2 separate regions of the Arabidopsis thaliana genome follow, and region 2 is linked to region 1. The links are chromatin contacts, called in public ChIA-PET maps. All regions are on one chromosome and are shown on one strand. Each heading gives the region's core, a stretch centred on a gene start, on an enhancer-like site or on the middle of the called end of the contact. The rest is flanking DNA. Distances are from core to core; before and after follow the strand shown.

The links. ChIA-PET counts read pairs in DNA pulled down with a chosen protein or histone mark.
Region 2: an H3K4me3 ChIA-PET map of shoot shows a contact between it and region 1, with 10 read pairs. The contact joins the promoter of AT3G27330 here to the promoter of PHB4 in region 1. A contact is called at or near these places in 3 of 26 Hi-C or Micro-C datasets (root, seedling and vegetative nucleus) and 1 of 2 datasets of contacts at active chromatin or transcription factors (shoot).

The regions. Positions count from the first base shown.
Region 1 is chr3:10,075,505-10,078,284 of TAIR10.1, forward strand. It overlaps PHB4 (prohibitin 4), which reads left to right and starts at 1,305. Exons shown (of 3, transcript NM_113642.4): 1 at 1,305-1,711; 2 at 2,020-2,559; 3 at 2,760-2,780. The coding sequence starts at 1,400. The coding sequence ends at 2,547. AT3G27270 (TRAM, LAG1 and CLN8 (TLC) lipid-sensing domain containing protein) reads left to right here. Exons shown (of 3, transcript NM_001338865.1): 2 at 130-648; 3 at 750-853. The coding sequence ends at 202.
Region 2 is chr3:10,119,276-10,121,975 of TAIR10.1, forward strand. It overlaps AT3G27330 (zinc finger (C3HC4-type RING finger) family protein), which reads right to left and starts at 1,370. Exons shown (of 7, transcript NM_113648.3): 1 at 1-1,370. The coding sequence starts at 1,241. It overlaps AT3G27340 (Myb domain protein), which reads left to right and starts at 1,959. Exons shown (of 4, transcript NM_113649.4): 1 at 1,959-2,126; 2 at 2,213-2,320. The coding sequence starts at 2,028.

The DNA of each region.
Region 1 (2,780 bases), core at 55-2,554:
CCAAAAAGATATAAAATGAGTCCATCAACAAAATTTATCGGAGTTACAAGATCATCAGATTCCGAAAAGCTTTTCTGTTTATGCGAGCGGTAATAGTGTTTTTTGATGTCTCCGTCGATTTCTTTGAAGGTGGCCAAAGGCGAAACGGAGACACTATTGTGCAACAAGTTGTTCATTTGTTTCCAAACATGGTAAGCTGTAGCATGAGCAACTCCTACTAATTTCCAAAGAATTGTGGGAGCAGTCTCTGTTTTTAGCTTAGTCCAAGCCAGAATTGAAATCCAAGTAATAAAGATATAAGGCGATATCGTTAATCCTCTTCTGGTGTTTTCTGTATGTAAAACGGCGTCTTTCTTTTGATTCGAAACGGAGGAGTTTGTGAAGGGTAACAAGACGGAATGGTTCTTTATATCTGGGAGGACCAAGATGGGGAAATGTGGAAAAAGAATGAATCGTAGAGACAATGGAGGATACTGGAGGGTAGTATCATCTCTGCCAAGAAGATTCATGCTGGAGAAGCAGGCCTTGTCGGCTACAAATACTCACTAGAGTACTACATTGGAAAACAACCAAAATGGCGTAAAAGAGGGTTGGTTGATGCATGAACACTGGCTTAAGTCTTCTGATGATATTAATAACTACGAGCTGGTAAGAGTATATATGTACGTTTACTTACTTGGTTTCCAAGTTATTGAGACTCTTGAGTTTTGGTTTTTATTGTGACGACTTCTGTTGTTTTGTTTGAGTAGGGCAATTATGCTATGTGCAAGATCTATCTGAGTCCACACGCAGCAAAGAAGAAGAAAACACACGATGAAGAGATCGACGATTTAGTTCAATTTGTGGAAGCAGCCTTAGATGTTTCTTTTTATCTACTTTTGCTGTCCAAAGTCAGAGGTCTCATTGTCTTTATATAGAATTTCTTGTATATAACATTTTCCACTGGTTGTATAGAAAAATCAATTTTAGTCTTTTGTGCTTATTCACTCTAATCAAAATCTCTAATCAAGGTGAAGGAGGAGGTGGAGGAAGAACATTTTCATCTTGCTCTCTAAGAAGATCCAAAATCTCTGCAGGGTTGTTATCAACACGCTCTTCGTCTCTGTCTTCCTCTCCGGATTTAGTTTCGTTTATGGGCAAATAATCAAATTCGGGTTTAATCTTCCAAACCGTTGTTTCCTTTTATATTACATCATTTCCTTTTCCTTTTTTATTATTGGGCCGAAGTAGTTTATATTATTAATGGGCTTTAAACAAGCCCATATTCAATAATTGTCGGCCAAAAAAAACCCTCTCTTCCAAGTTCCAAAATCATTTCATAAACCCTAACAAACCCCTAAATCTTTCCTTTCTCAATTCTCTCCTTCGAAGCTTTTTTCTTGTGAGGTCAGAAAAGAAAATGGGAAGTCAACAAGTAGCGATTTCGTTTCTGACGAACTTGGCGAAGGCGGCGTTTGGGTTAGGTGTGGCGGCGACGGCACTAAACTCGTCGCTCTACACTGTTGATGGTGGCGAGAGAGCTGTTTTGTTCGATCGATTCAGGGGAGTGTTGGATCAGACCGTCGGCGAAGGGACTCATTTCTTGATCCCGTATCTCCAGACGCCGCACATATACGATATTCGTACGAAACCTCACACTTTCTCCTCCAAATCTGGTACTAAGGATCTTCAGATGGTTAATCTCACCCTTCGTGTTCTCTTTCGCCCTGAGGTAATTTCGATTTTAGCAACAATCAATTTCTCGATTCTGTGTTTGATTTTGTATACATTGGTTGTTTACAAGATCGAGGGTTTAGGATGATCGTGTTCGTTCGATTTAGCAATCATTTATCGATTCTGTGTTTGATTTCGTGGAATTTGAAGTTTGTGTACAAGATCTAGAGTTGAAGATAATCCTTATGTGTAATTTGGTTTCTTCGATGAATGTTACTCTTATTATAGAAGCTTTTGGTGCATATCTATGCTGGCTTCGATTGTTTGAGGGATTGAATAAGTTGTTGTGGTTATTTTACTGTGAAGGTTTCGCGTCTCCCGTACATTTTCCAAACATTGGGTCTTGAATACGATGAGAAGGTTCTTCCATCGATTGGAAATGAGGTCTTGAAAGCTGTGGTTGCTAATTTCAATGCTGATCAGCTCCTCACTGAGCGTCCTCAAGTATCAGCACTTGTTCGTGATGCTCTTATCAAGCGTGCCAGGGAATTTAACATTGAGCTCGACGACATAGCCATTACTCACTTATCGTACGGTGCTGAGTTCTCGAGGGCAGTGGAGGCGAAGCAAGTGGCTCAGCAGGAAGCTGAAAGGTCAAAGTTTGTGGTGATGAAGGCTGATCAAGAGAGGAGAGCTGCGGTTATAAGAGCAGAAGGTGAGAGTGAAGCTGCTCAGTTGATATCAGATGCAACAGCTAAAGCAGGAATGGGACTAATTGAGCTTAGGAGGATTGAAGCTTCAAGGGAGGTTGCGGCTACTCTGGCTAGGTCTCCGAACGTGGCTTACTTACCTGGTGGACAAAGCATGCTCTTTAATCTGAACCCTGGTCGTTGAGCTATAACATTGGTATGCTCTTTTACTTCTTTGAATAATGAATGAAAAATGGATTTGGACTTAAGATTCCCATTTAAAGGCATTAAGGTTATTCGGTTTGGTTGAACTAAGAGTGGTTATGGTTTGGTATAAACTGTTTGGTTTGATAGTAGAGTATGGTTTAGGTTTGTGGAATGGTGTGGTTTACTTGTTTGGCCTTGTTGTATTTGCAGGTGGGAAGAGGAGCTTCAGTG
Region 2 (2,700 bases), core at 120-2,619, 44 kb after region 1:
CCACTCCGAGGCCGAGATCTCAAACCCGATGGCCCGAAACTGTGGCAAGGTGTTCGAATTTCACCGATTGAGTCGGTGGTTGTGTAATTTCTGATGACGGAAGTTAGAGTTTCACCGGATGGGATGTAGAAGAACTCGTCGACGTCGATAAACGCAATCCAATCGCAATCGCTCTTTGCACGGATCGCGCAATTAGAGAATCCGGCTTCCTGAGTTTTAATCCACGGCCAGAAATGTCTAGAGATGTTGTAACCACGTCTTTCGAGATTCTCGATCTCGGCGATGATATCGTCGTCGCTGTTGTTGTCATAGATGAACCACCGTTGAACGCCAATTCCGGCGTGATACATCACCCACTCTCTCAAAACCGCGGCTGCGTTTCGGGTCATGGTGCAAACGCACATTTGAAAGGGTTTCTTTCGCGGCGGGTTAATGATCCGAACCGGCTGAGCGATAGAAGGAAGCATTCCGGTTCCTCCTTTGATTCTAACCGAGACTTTAACAGGCCCACGGGCCGCTTTTGGGCCGTCTAACACAGCTAACGGTGTTCTACACCGTACGATCTCCTGAGCCGCAGTGATGACATCTGATCTTATTAACCGATTATGTTTCGCGAAATCCCAACCGTACACGCACTCATATCTCGACACGTCAGCAACTCTTCCTGGCCGTAGATTAAGCCCCTTGACAAAAACCACCGTAGAGTTATCGTAGTCGATCACGGCGTCGTAAACCAGCCAATCATACCGGTGAGTTGGTCCAGCCGGGAGATGATCATCGGTCGTCCATCTCGAAACGGCAAGCGAAATGGTGTAGCCACGTGGCGTCTCAGGACACCGTACGATCTGACCTCCAAATTTGTCTCTGTCCACAGCCGTCGGATACACTTTCCGTAGCTTCGACGAACCGGAGAAAACGCAAATGAGATCGTCTTTTGTAAATAACCGACGAGACTGAGGGTATTTTAGGAAAACCAGAGTTTGTTCAGGTAATTTCACCGCTTCACGAATCGTAACCGCCGGAGAAGACGATATAGACTCACGGAAAACCGCCCTTGCCGTAACAGCCGTTGAGAAGCTTATCGTCGAACGAACCACCGGACGAAACTTCCCCTTAAAAATAAACATGGTGGAGAAGAGAACGAAGGAGAAGACAAACAGAATCACGAACCAAAAGAACGTCCGCCATGAAACAACGACGTCTCCGCCGCAACCACCACCAAGTTTCCTACGAACTTTCATCTCCTACGCCGCCGAAATCGCCGGCGTAATGGATTAGAGAAGAAATTCTGTTTTAATTTTGTTCTGTTTTTCTTTACTTCTCTGATTCTTTTCCGGTCAAAGTTTCTGGTTTTGGATGATGAGAAGAGTTTTGAATTTACGTTATTCCTCTTTTTGTTGTTTCTCAATTAAGAAGAAGAAAAAGGTAACAAAATTTTATTTATTCCTGACGTATGAAGAATATGAAAAGAGAAGAAAAAAAGTTACGAACTTGGAGAAGGAGAAAAAAAGACGGCTCACTAAAACAATTGGTCTCCGATCATATTTATTTGCTTTTTTAAGGATACGAATTTTACTTTTTGTTGACGGTTTTCGTTTACTTCACTTTCTTTGACGTTGAATAGTAAGTAGTTTAATACAACAACAACAACAAAAATATGTAGTTTAGTAGGAAAAAACAAAAAAAAACGGATACTTTGCGTGTTTATTTTTCATGTTGTAAGTTCTTTACGGCTTTTATGAATTTTTACGTTTGATTTTCCGTTTGAGGCGTGATTTTGCTTTACCTTTGACTAAAGTTAGACCAGTAGTTAATAACTACTAGTTATTATGGCCGCAGAAGTTATTAGGACCTAATCACTAATCAGCACTTAGTTCTCTCCTTACGACGCCGTTTTAGCATCTAGTATAAAACTAATATAACCAAATCCAATGGGCTTCTGAGTTAGGCCCAATAAAGTACGTTTAGAGTTAGAATGAAGCTAGAAGCTTAAAAATCATCGTCTCCGGCGATCGCCGGGAAAAGAAATGTGGGCGATTACGAGAGTGATAAGCCGGCGAGTTCATGGAACAAGTTTTATTACTATTCCAAAACTCTCAGGTTTCTCTATTGTATCTCCCAAACAAGTAAGCTTCTCTGTTTCTTCTTACGTTTACACGGCGATCAGAAATTTTTGGAATTGAAATCTGATTTGTCGAATATCGTTTTGAAGGTTGAGGTAGAGTATGCAGATGGAACCAAGTTCAATTTTTCATCAGAGTTTCTGAGAATTCATAGTCCAGCTGCTGATGGAAAAGTCAGATCAATCGGTGGTGAAAAGGTAATTTTGAGATGGTTCAAAGCCACATGATTGTTTTGTGAAGGTTATAGAGTTTTGATATCTTGTGTTAGCTCATCTTTTAGACATTCTTAATTGCAATATTGTGATAGCTACCTATGAGACTAGATTAAGCATTGGATGCTGCTTTTGTTTATTTTTGGCTTATTGTTTTTGGTCCAGCTAAAATTGTGACCACTAGCTTGTTGTTCTTACTCCAACTTATGCTTGGTTCTAGATGGATTCTGGTTAAAGGAAATTCTAGTTTGGTGGCTCTTTGACTTTTTTATAATCCCTGTGAAATTATTGACAACTAGGTTGTTGTTCTTGTCACGACATGTACTTAAAAACTTGAAGACGAGGTTTATGTAGATTAGGCTACG